2 separate regions of the Mus musculus genome follow, and region 1 is linked to region 2. Evidence: chromatin contacts called from public HiChIP or PLAC-seq data. All regions are on one chromosome and are shown on one strand. Each heading gives the region's core, a stretch centred on a gene start, on an enhancer-like site or on the middle of the called end of the contact. The rest is flanking DNA. Distances are from core to core; before and after follow the strand shown. Region 1 holds the start of Col14a1 (collagen, type XIV, alpha 1). Region 2 has its middle 4.7 kb from the start of Gm26296.

Region 1 (5,877 bases), core at 2,081-4,580, 42 kb after region 2:
GAACTTATATCAACCTTTGACTAAGAGAAGATAGAAAACCCTGAATGACAGAGTATGGTCTAACTGCAGTGGTCTATAACTCCTGTTCCAGGGGATCTAGCAATCTTTTCTGGCCTTCACAGGCACAGACATACTTGTAGGTAAAACACCAATGCATAGAAGAATAAAAATAAATATATCTTTTTTTAAAAAAAGGAAATGACAACCCCAGTGTGTGAATATAACTTCTATTTATTATAGGTTAGATCCATAAGCACATGTTATTTAACTCACATGACACTATCTCAAAAAATATATATTTTAAGATATGTAATAAATGGAATAAGATGAATTTTTTTAAGTATAGGAATAGTCAGCTCAGAAGCAAAAGAGATTTGCCAAAGTAAAGAACAAGGCTTTTAAATTCAGGTTTAAAAACAAAGTTTTCATGCAAGGTGCAAGGCTTCAGGGGAGCCCTTTGGCTCCCCCCACCCCGTGTGTGTGTGTGTGTGTGTAGATCTAAGAAAGAAATAGGATTATACCCACGATAGGAACAGATATATAGATATATTCCCAAAGTTCCCAGCTGTGTTGGGAAGCTGGAATGTTAGTTAGCTTTGAAAAAGTCCTAAAACTATACAGTGTTTTCTAGACCAAAAGAGAAGACTTTAAGTGGATGCTTCTTGCAATGTTTCCAAGATTCAGCTCTCAATACTTCATTAGACTCTGACTGCTGATCTTTTTTTTTTTTTTTTTTTTTTTTTTTTTTTGAGACAGGTTTCTCTGTATAGCCATGGCTGTCCTGGAACTCACTTTGTAGACCAGGCTGGTCAGAAATCTGCCTGCCTCTGCCTCCCAAGTGCTGGGTGGGATTAAAGGTGTGCGTCACCATGCTCGGCCTGACTGCTGATCTTAAAGATGTGCATTGAAGGACTACACAGCGACAGAGAAACCCCATCTCAGAAAACCAGCCAGCCAGCCAAACAAACAAACAAAAAGAAAGCAAGCATATAGAAACATGGTCTTGATTTAAACTTTTATTGGGCAGTGGTGGCTTATGCCTTTACTCCTAGCAGTAAGGAGGCAGAAGCAGGAGGATCTCTGAGTTCAAGGTCGGCCTGGTCTACAGAATGAGTTCCAGGACAGCCAGGGCTACACAGAGAAACCCTGTCTTGAAAACCAAACCACACCAAAAAGATAGCCACTGAAGGAACACTGAGTAGACACATTTGAAAGAGCTGGAAGGTCATTCCCAACCACAACGGACTGAAACACGGATTGAAAACAGCCCTTCTGTTTCAGCATTAACTTGAAGTTGATGTCAATGGAAAGGAATAGGCAATAATTCAAACGTTAAAGCCAAGCCTACGGGTACTATTCTGTAATTCCAGCTCTTGGATGCTGAACAATTGTAGAGAGTTTGTTGCCAGCATGGGCTGCTGAGTGATATTCTGTCTCAAAAAGTCAAAACCAACGAAACCCCCAAAGGAACAAACACAATTCAAAAGTTAAAGACAATGAAGGAAAGGCTAGTTACAATAAAAAATATGACTTTTATAATACAAACTGTAAAAGTGTGTGTGCGTGAGTGCGCATTCCTGTGTAAGCCAGAGGTTAATGCCGAGTTAATTCTCCATTTGAGTTTTTGAGATCAAGTCTCTCACTGAACCTGGAACTCAATAATAAGGCTAGAATGGCTGGCCAGGAGTCCTCCTGTCAACCCCGTCTAAAAGTCTAATAAAACTTTCTGCATACTTGTTTATACATGTATTTCTTATTTTATGATCATCAGAGAGTCTTCCATTTTTGGATTTTCATAATTAAATAATGCACTACCTCTCCCATATCATATCTAACTCCTAACTACCTCCCCCAAGGGATTTAGAACGGTGTTTACAGTGGTCACCAGCACCTTGGTACATTATTAAAAGGGGATAATAATAGACATTTGAGGAGTAAAACATTGGAAAGGACATATATCCAAGGAACAAATACTCCTTGAATTCAGGCTCCTACTTGCCAGAAAAGTCTGTTTCAGTTCGCCAAGCCGACGCAGGCGGCAGGTGGCGCTCTCACCCTGGCAGTCCCGCGTGCGGGTTTTTAGTCTTTGCGTTCGACTACCGAGGGACCCGGGCGAATAGCGCACATTAATGAAGCACAGAAGGATCTTCAAGCTGCAAAGCAGCCTTCTTTCTCTGTGGCGGAGTTGAAGCCAAGACTGATCCCGACTCGGGGTCTCAGGGAGGAGGCTATAGCGATCCTTTTCACTTTAAGGCGAAGTTCAGAAACTACGCAGAGAGGCCACTTGGAGAACATTTGGAGTGAAGTACGCAAATTTGAAGAAAGCCTAAGCTTGGAAGGTTCGAGGTCTCGGGAATCACCTTGAATGGTGTAGCGCATCCCTTCCTGTGCTCTCAGAAGGGCATTTTGGAGGCAGGTTCGGGAACGTATGAGAGTACCTCTCACTGATTCTCTACCGCCTGCTCTTGGAACTGATCAAAATCACAGTCATTTTGGTCTTTTCTCACAAATGGTCGGCGTGTATGCAACTCCCGCTCTCCATTTGAGCCGATGACAACTTCTGGTGTGACACTGGACGCCTGGGCATTTGCTAACCTGACACAAAATGGGAAGATGACCTTTTAAAAAGCGCCCAGAGGACAAGAACTCAGATCCAGTCCCCAGCCACCAAGAGCTCTGAGCATCTCTAGCCATTCCAGAACAGGACTTCTCAAAGGGCGTGGCCCGCACAGACCAGAGTCCCCAGAGTTTTATAGACGATGGGTCCTTCGGATTCGCTCAAACCTACTGACTGTAATCTCTGAGCATGGGGAAAGGAGATCTGCTGGTCCAACAGCATAAAACTGTCCATATTTTGTTTCTACGACCAAGAAAACCCTCCAATTTAGCATTCTTCCAGTCGATTCCCGTTGAATAAATGTCTACCCTTGGCGACTGTGCTGGTCCCTAGGACTTGAAGAGCAAGGGAGAGGGGACCCACTGTGGGAAGGCAAAACTCATCTTTGGGGATGGAGCCTGGACGAGTGCTGGAGATTTCCCAGTGACTCGGGGGTTCTGATGGGGGGGGGGGGAGCACAGGGCACTGCTTTAGTTGTGGGGGTGGGGAGGACCCAGGGGCTCCTCAATTGCGTTCTATACCCGGCTGCCACGCGCACCTGGGTCGGCTGCCAGTCCTTGGGCTGAACTTGGGAGGAGTGGGGCGGGCTCCTCTGCAACTCGAGCGGGGCGGGGATGCTAGAGAGGAGGAGGGAAAGTGGGGGTCTGTCTCCCCACTTCCCGCCCCCCGCCACCACCTTTGGCTTTATAATTGGCTCGCGCAGCGGTTTCTTTCCTCTTATCTGATCCTGGGTGAGAGGCGAGGGGAAGGAAGCTCTGTAGGGCAGGAGGCGACGGGAGAGGGACAAGGAGAGGACAGAGTGAACGACAGGAAAGAGAAGTTAATTGAGAAAGGGTACTCTGAGGGAAGGCGAGCCAGGGCAGTGGTTCGCTAAGAACCAGTCGGCGGCTAATCTTCCCTAGGCGCCAAGAGGTCCCCAACCTGGGCTGGAACGTTGCCCTGCACAGGTCAGTTCGTCTTTCCCTACTGTTTTCCCGCTCGGCTTTGCATAATTCATAGGTGAAGAAAGAGCCCCAGTGAGAGCCACCTGCAGACGGATGCGATTGCCAGGACCAACCACTGCAAGTGTGCCCGCGGGGTGGCCGGAGACCTTAGGGGTGAGCTAGGAGACCGTGCACCCAGATAGATGCTTGTCTGGGGACCACAGGGCAGAGAGATTGCAACGCGCCTAGTGACCGACGGGTGTGTGGACAGCAAAGGAGCCCTCCGTTTCTCTCTGAGGATCCCTCCCTCCCATGGTGTCTGTGTGCGGTGGGCGCCGGGCTGGAATTGGCTGCATTTGGCAGCTCTGTAGTGGTGGCTCCAGCAAGTTCAATTGGTAAAGGCTTAGGGAGTCTTTTGGAAGCACCGTGTACGCACAGAGCACAACGCTGTTTAGATTCTATTTGGCAGTGGATCGGGAGACCAGTCCTTGGAGAACACGCATCCAAGCATTCACTGGACTGTTGCTGCACGTCGGGGCAGCTGTGGACCAGGCTCTGCACGGAAAGGGGGGTAGCCAGTGAGAGTTCATAGACAGTAGAATGATACCAAGCTCCCAGTGTTGCTGCTTTGAGGGGAACCACCAAGCTAAGCTGCTGCAGGAACCTTCTTCACTTTTTTTTCCTTTTATTTTTGCGAACTCCTCTTGCGTTCCGCTTGTGGGCATCCGGAGCATCTGCAGAAGTTGGGCTTTAGCATGCAGTATGCACAGTCTGGAGCAGGGCTAGGTTAGGTTAGGTTAGAGGAGCCCCGTGATTCTTTCGAGTAAGTAACCTTAGTTACCCGCCACGGTTTGGAGTCATTATGCAAACTTGGTGCTGAGTTCTTGGGTGCTCAGTGGGTAGCTAGTCTTGTGCTCAGGGTTGCTTAGGCAAGGTCTAGGAGAGCTGTTAACTTGCCCTGAAGAGCACCTCTGAAGATGCTCACGTGCAGTTCTCAGAGTGGTATGAATCCCTCTCCCACTTCCCTCCCCCGCTTCCAACTCCCCAACCCCGCCAACTGCTGGAACATGACTTCTAGATCTGACTGGAGTTCCAAGAAAGAAAGATCTATTTATTTAGGCAGGGTGGTATGTAGCTCAGGCTGGTCTAAAAGTTTTCTTCAGAACAGAGGGAGGAGACCTTGGGCTCACATTCCTCCCGTCTCCACCTCCCAAGTGCAGGATTGCAGGTGTGTGCGCGCGCCACTGCCTGGCTTTGACTCTGCTGGAAGCCTTGCAGAGTTGTTTGCTGGTAGCAAGTGTTAAAGTGGAGCACTAGCAGTAGGAAGAGAAATAGGAGGAAGACCTCTGTGACACCACGGTTAGGAGAAAATGAGATTTCTCAATCTTCAGTTACTGGAGGTCCTGGCCTCAGCTTCTACCAAAGGACCAAAGGCACTTCTTTATAGGATGGAGTAGCAAGCAGGCTCAGGGTGGCTGCACTAAAGAGATTGGGTGTTCTGTTGCTGAAGAGGGACTCCACCTCTATAGGTAGCCTCACTATTACATTAGAAATGGGTGGGTGGGTGAATGGAGGGTCGGACAGATGGAATTTAGATCTGATGTTAAGAGAATAACACGGAGGGGGTTTTGTTGCACCTGGACCCAATGCCAGATTTTCTAATACAGTTCTTTGATGGTTTGATTTGGTTGGTTTGTTTGTTTTGTTATTTATTTTGTTGTGACAGGTTGTGCCATGACTGGCCTGGAACTCATCAGGTAGCCCCCGCTGGCTAGGAACTCTAGGACCCTCTTGCCTTCGTTCCCTCAGTGCTGGCATTACAGGCATAGGCCACCATGCCTGGTTCCTTGTTTGTGTTGTAAACAGTCTACTTGATAATCATTTCACACAGGACACAATTCACACATTTAAAGTGCATAACTCAAGAGCTTTTAGTATATTTAAAATGTGCAGTACACATCCCAAATTAAGAATTATTTTAGGTTTCTGGAGATGGCTTAGTGGTTAAGAACACCTACCGCTCTTCTAGAGAGGGTTAGGGTTAGGTTAGTTTGGCTCCAAGCAAGGATATTTGGCAGCTCATAAACACCTGTAATTCCAGCTCCAGGGAATTGGACAGCCTCTTCTTGTCTCCATGGACATCCACGCCAAATACACATGCTTTTTGTTTTTTTGGTTTTGTTTTTTTTTTTTTTTCGAGGCAGTGTTTCTCTGTGTAGCCCTGGCTGTCCTGGAACTCACTCTGTAGACCAGGCTGGCCTTGAACTCAGAAATCCACCTGCCTCTGCCTCCCAAGTGCTGGGATTAAAGGTGTGTGCCACCACCGCCAGGCCACAT
Region 2 (6,524 bases), core at 897-3,396:
ATCCAGTAGGAAGTAGTTTAAAGAGACCTACACCTCATTTCTAGACTAACCTTTCTATCCTACCTGGTATTGGGGTATAGAGGGAATAAGGGTTGGAAGGGAGGGGGTAGAATATAAGAAAGCAAATAAAATAGCTATAAAATTTTTATAATTGTTTTCTCTTATTTCAGATCTTAAATGTTTATTTTATGTGTATAAATGTTCTGTCTGCATCACATGCTTGACTGATGCCCAGAGAGATCAAAGAAGGCATTGCATCTCCCTGGAACTGGAGTTACAGACCCACCAGGTGGAGTTCAGAGCCACCCTGTGGATGCTGGGAAATGAACCTGGGTCCTCTCTAAGAGCAGCCAGTACTCTAAAGAGCTGAGTCATCTCTTCAGCCCCTGGTTGTTTGTGCTGGTTTGTTTTGTTTCTTATATACACAGGTTCTTAATGTGGCCCAGGCTAGCCTAAAAACTGATAGGAGGCTGAAGATGACTTTGAACTCCTGACCCTCCAGCTTCTTCAGCGGGCCACATACTGTGGGATTAGAGCCAGGCCACCACCACATCTGCCTAAATTAAAATCTTAATCAGCTAAATGTTTAAATTATGTAGAAATAACTAACCAAGTATAACCATCAAAACTTAAAATGTAGGGCTGGTGAGATAGCTCAGCAGGTAAAGAGCCTTACTAACTGTTTGTCTTCAGACCCAGGGACAAGGGACTGAGATGCATAATATTTTTACATATCAAAGCAGACCTCGCCTTCAGGCTCTCCCAACATTCCTCAGTCCCAACCCTGCATATCCCTCCCCCAACCCTGAACTTTCCAGCCCAGGGGCTGGGCTGCCCTTCCCCCTGAGGCTCTTCCCTATATAATCAGACCTTTTGGCCTCCGACCCCCTCCTCTTCTGTCTTCCCCCTTTCCTTCTCTCTATACACATGCTTTCTCTCTTTCTTTTTCCCCTCCCCTCTGTGTCCGTTCCCATGATGACTATCCCGCCTTTTCCCTTGGGGCCATGAACTCAACCACCAGGGAGCCCCTTCCCAATAAACTTACATTTATACATATTTTAATGTTTTGAATCGACTTACTTGTCCAGTGTAGAGAAATAATTTATTACTACTGACCTTGGTGAATGAATTTAAGCCCCTATAAAAACCCACTTAGTAGCAGGAGAAAACCAGGGGACCACAAGTTGTCCTCTGACCTCTATATACACCTGCATTGTGACATATGTGCACCCACACATAAACAGCATATGCACACACTAAGTGCGTGCTTAAACATTCCACGTAAAATCATTGCCACACAAGGCTAGATAGCAGTATCTAGGTCCTGCCCTATCAGATTCCAAAGAGTTTTTACAGCCTGTTAGGGAAGCAATAAAGTGATTGACATGTGTACAGCTGCAGTATGGTATATCCCACAGCTACACTCTCCGGATATGTTGGAGATTCAGTTTTGATTACAGAGAAGCGGCTTGTCCTGAGCACATCTTAGTTGAGACATCATTCGTCGGGGGCGGACTAGTCTAGAGGTGTTGGAGATTCGTGCTGGGATGACGTAAGGCACACCACCTCCCAGCGCTTCTGTTCACACAGGCTTTCTGTGGTCAGATAGTAAAAGCGCCGGCTGCTGCTTGCTGGGAACATCTATCAAAACACCCAGCAGAATAAGGACGCGTTAGGTCAAGACCTTACAAGGTCTCCTCTCCTTCCTCCCAGGACTTGACAGTTTTTCCCTGCGTGACTCTTTTGTAGCTTCGTGAGACTTTATTTCATGTTTATTGTTCTTTGCTCCCTTGGGGTTAAATATTAAGCCCATTTCTGGAAGTCTGCTATGCTTGGGTCCACAAAGATTCCTAACAAGGGCTTAATGAAGGTGGAGAGTGGCACCTGGCGGTCCAGTCTGACTGGGCGGAGCATCGGATAGCCTGGGCTTTGTCTAATTTGCTGTAACTTTTATATCGACCTTGTTTAGGTACGGGTGGCTGACACAGAACAAGACCTGATTAAAAATAGAAAAAAGAAAAAAAAAATCTGTGTTTCTGCGGCAGTGCAGGCTAAGACAGCAAACACGGAGTCCTTAAACTCAACCCTGCTAGTCCATGAGCTGTGTGGCACAGGAACCCCGGGGCAAGTTAAATATTAAGCAGGAAAAGTCCCAGATCCGATATGTAACAGCAGAGACCGACATAAACAAACACAGCTAGCTCTGAGGAACATGGGAGGCTGCGGAGGCCTGTCAGTGAGTTGAGGGACACAAGGAACGCTTGTGTTTGCAGATTTTTCTCACCACCACTATGAGCTGCATCCACTGTGAAAACTAGCACTTTACATGCCCGACATGGTAGAAGGTTCTAGAACGCAGGGGCCCATCTTACTTCATTAACATTTGTTTGGTTTCTTCATATCACAAGTGTATCACAAGTACCGAATAGTCCAGTCCCTTTCCTATTTATTCACTTAGAGGCTTCTTTGCCTGTTTCTTGTCAGGCACACTCTCCTGGCTGGGTCCACAAGAGGAGGAAGCAGCAAACTTAACAGAACATTTTAAGATTTTTCACTGGACACCTTATATATTTGCTGGTTCAGGTAGTCATTTTGAGGTCAGAGAAACATTCTTAGAAATAGCCAAGGTGTGGTTTCTGACTCCCTGCCCCCACCCCGGGATAAGGAACTGAGGACATATTTTACATATCAAAGCATAGCTCGTCTCCAGGTTCTCCCAGCATCCCTCAGTCCCTACTTCGTCTATCCTACCCCCCAACCCTGAACGTTCCATCCCAGGTGCTGGGCTGCTCTTCCCACAGAGATCTCTCTCTCCCTCCCTCCCTCCCTTTCTTCCTCTCCCTCCCTCTCCTCTCTCTGCAGCCAGTGCATGCCCTTTCTTTCTCTCCCCGCTCCCCACTTCTCTCTCCCCATGATGGCTTTGGACCCTAGAGCAGCTTTTCAATAAACCTGCCTGTATATAATCTAATCTGGCTTGAATGGGCTCATTTCACCAGTGGAGAAATAACCTATCAGCCAATAGAAACCAAACCTAGTGACACCCACCTAACACTCAGGAAGCTGAGGGAGGAGGCTCAGGAATTTGAGAGCAGCCTGGGACACATAGCCAGCCGCTGCCAATAAAAAGAAAAGAATGACTGCTCTTCCAGAGGTCCTGAGTCCAAATCCCAGCAACCACATGGTGGCTCACAACCATCGGTAATGGGATCTGACGCCCTCTTCTGGTGTACCTGAAGACTGCAACAGCTTACTCACATATATAAAATAAATACATCTTAAAACCAAAACCAAAACAACACAAAACAAAAACAAGAAAAAGAAAAGAAAAAAGAAGAACCGAGCAGTAGTAGGTAAATGCTGGGGCAGTGGGTATAGTTCAGTGCTAGGAAACTTGTTCAGCTTGCACAGGGCCTCAAGCCCCACACTTGCACATGAAATAACATAGAGTATTTATTGCAGTCTAAATATATGCTTTGCTAAATGTTTTCTATGGAAGGTTTACAACAATTCCATTATAAGTACTCATAAAATTCCCAGTTTATGGGCAAGGGCCAAGAGCACAAGGTCATGGTATGCACTTAATGGGGAAGAAAAATCTAGAATAAGACTTGTTCCTGGAGAGCAAAACACGTTTTAAATTTTTAAATTTATGTTTTAGAGACAGGGTCTTACTGACCCTACACTGTCTATAAACTCATCCCTCCTGCCTCAGCCTCCTGACAGCTGGGATTATAGGGGTGGGTCGCTACCTACCCACAATGCTGCTGTTTCTGATCCCTGGCTCCTCCTCCCCACCCTCTGGAGTCTGAATTTTATAGGGAAGAGCCGCTAGGGAAAAGTCAGCCCTGCCCCTGGGCTGGAAAGTTCAAGATTGGTGTGCAGGGGATGCCTCTTAAAGACCAAGGGAGGCTGGGTGAACCTGGAGGCCAGGTCTGCTTTGATATGTAAATATACTCCTTAGTTCCAAGTCCTGGGTCTGAAACCAAGCTGGTGGGAAACAAACAAACAAACAAACAAACAAGGAAACCTTGAAGTACCAGACAGTTCAGCTACCTTCTCCTTCCTCAATTAGGCAACTGCAGGAGAAAGACAAAGAGACTCAGCGCCCTCCCAACTCTTTGGGATCCTGAATGAGAAGAGATTAGAGTTTAGACAGCTGGCCATTGTCATGCACATCTAAGCAGTAACAGTGGATGCATAGCCCCGCCCACCCAGAATAGTCTGGGCTTCACTGTCGTCCTGTAAGCTATGGGAAATCTTTGGGGAGGGAGACAAATTCTCACGTCTGGCTCCCCTGGAGCTGTTTCCTCCTTCCAGTATGAGATTCCTAGGGTGATTTCTATTTCTTGGGGATCTATGGTTTGAATAGCCTAACTGACACATTGAGAGACCTAAGAGTCTCTTTAAAACATATTTATTTTTTCTAGCCTCCTTACAAAGCTTCAGTTTAGGAAATGAATCAAGGAAATGGCTAAACCCCAGCTTACAGTGGCCACATGATAGAGGTTTGTTCAATAAAGTATATCACACACACACACACACACACACACGTTTGCTCCAAGTTTGTAGCAGTCTGTAGCCTCGGAGGTTTTGCCGCCGATGCTGTTTCTGGCTCTCCTCTATGAGAGTTCCCTTTGAGTCATTCCTGGAGGCAGACTCCTGTGTCTCTAATTTCCTCAGAGCCTCCTGAAGGCACCAGCAAGGTCAAGGCTGACATCTGGTGGTGCAACTGGGACCTTGGTGGTCAGAGAAAAATCAAGTTGAGCTCATAACAAAAATACAGAGGTAAAGGGCAAAGTGATTTGTTGAAACCGGACACTTGATCCTCGAACCGGAATAGAAAGAGAGGCAAACCCTGAGGCTGCTAGAGCTTTTCCATGGAACACAGCAGCAGCCACTACTCTTGCTGAGGGTTTATGCGCATCATTGTTGTATTTGCCTCATGAGTGTGATCCAAAGAAACCTAAGGCCTCTCTCAGCAATACTTCAGCTCAATCTTACCTCTGTCTTCATCTCTACCTGCTTTGTGATTCCCCCTCCCCCCTCCCCCCAACCAGGTACAACTGTTCTGGTAAAAGCAAAAGTCTGTGTTAAAACAGGTCAGAGGGAAGCTGGGAGAGATGGCTCAGCGGTTAAGAGCACTGACTGCTCTTCCAGAGGTCCTGAGTTCAATTCCCAGCAACCACATGGTGGCTCACAACCATCTGTAATGGGATCTGATGCCCTCTTCTGGTGTGTCTAAAGATAGCTACAGTGCACTTTAAAACAAACAAATAAACAAACATGACAGAGAGGTTGACAACATCAAGGAAGGCTTGCAACCACATGGTGGCTCACAACCATCCGTACCGAAATCTGATGCCCTCTTCTGGAGTGTCTGAAGACAGCTACAGTGTACTTACATATAATAAATAAATACATCTTTTAAAAAATGGGAAAAAAATAAAAAGAAGACAAGGCACTTTTCATTTAGGCTGGCGGTGAGAGTTGCCACTGCCCTTTCATTCCTGACAAATTCTTGATTCTTGAGTTGGCCTTACTTTGTGTACATAAAATCAAAGTCACAAAGAAGAATGCCTTGGTTTTCATCTAGATAAAGTGTGTTGATGGACTTCTGAACATTTATTTTATGAATTATGGCAAAGTTGTATCAAGAAAAAAAAAGTTGTAGGTGTGGTAGCCCATGCCTTTAATTACAGCACTGGGGAGGCAGAGGCAGGTGGCCGCTGTGAGCTCTAGGCCAGCCTGGTCTACATCGCAAGTTCTAGGACTGCCAGGGTTACATAGACACTGTCCCACCCCCACCCATCGCCCCCTAAAAAAAAATTAAAAATTAAAAAAAAAAAAGGAAAAAGAGGCTCTAAAAGAAGTCTTTGATTATTAGAAACCCTCAGTGTCTTTGCACACCAACATCCTCAACTCAACACAATGCATGCAGTTGTTAGAGGATTCCCTGACGCCAGTTGTGACTCTATGACAGGGTCACAGGAATGTACACATTGTCAGTCAGTTTCAACCATGTGCTAAAGTGCCCTCCTCACTCTTTGGAAATATCTCTAAGCACATCAACTTCACCACGAGTGACTCGGGATGACGTAAACTTCTTAAAATGAAAGCAAGTCAGTCCAGAAACAAAGCACACATTGGTTTGTCCAGCAGGCTTTCTGGGGTCAGACAATGGAAGGGCTCTGTAGGAACAGAGGCCACAGCTTGTATGAACAGAGACTGCCCCTCATGGGCCTGACGGAATCTCGTCTTGCTCCTAACCCTGACGCCCCAGGGGAAATTTTACTACAAGATGAAAACAGATTCCTACAGCTTCTTCAATAAGAGCCTTTTTGGTGGGACATTTCTTCCCTTCTTTCTCTGAAAAGAAGCTCTCTTGTACATCCTTTGACTAGATGAAAAACAGAACCAGATTCAAAGGTGGCATGGCTTTCTGTGCAGTGTCAATATTCGCAGCTCCTCATGGTGGGCTACTCACTCCCTGACCTTGGATCAATGCAACCGTGCCATGGTGTATG

The links. HiChIP or PLAC-seq counts read pairs in DNA pulled down with a chosen protein or histone mark.
Region 1: a contact with region 2 is called in an H3K27ac HiChIP or PLAC-seq map of embryonic stem cells, with 11 read pairs. The contact joins the promoter of Col14a1 here to the enhancer-like site in region 2. A contact is called at or near these places in 1 of 39 promoter capture datasets (liver), 2 of 15 datasets of contacts at CTCF or cohesin (both in embryonic stem cells), 24 of 484 Hi-C or Micro-C datasets (the HPC-7 cell line, LSK cells, the MC38 cell line and 12 more), 2 of 115 datasets of contacts at active chromatin or transcription factors (both in embryonic stem cells) and 1 of 9 other capture datasets (adipose tissue).

What each region holds. Positions count from the first base shown.
Region 1 is chr15:55,304,421-55,310,297 of GRCm38.p6, forward strand. Col14a1 (collagen, type XIV, alpha 1) reads left to right here and starts at 3,331. Exons shown (of 48, transcript NM_181277.4): 1 at 3,331-3,564.
Region 2 is chr15:55,264,090-55,270,613 of GRCm38.p6, forward strand. No RefSeq gene overlaps it. Among named protein-coding and RNA genes, the nearest start is that of Gm26296, 4.7 kb to the left of the region's middle. Within about 2 kb of position 2,147, at least 55 of the 459 cell types and tissues checked have an H3K27ac peak or open chromatin away from gene starts, as enhancers often do. A contact at or near this core is called in adipose tissue, embryonic stem cells and liver, where this site is marked.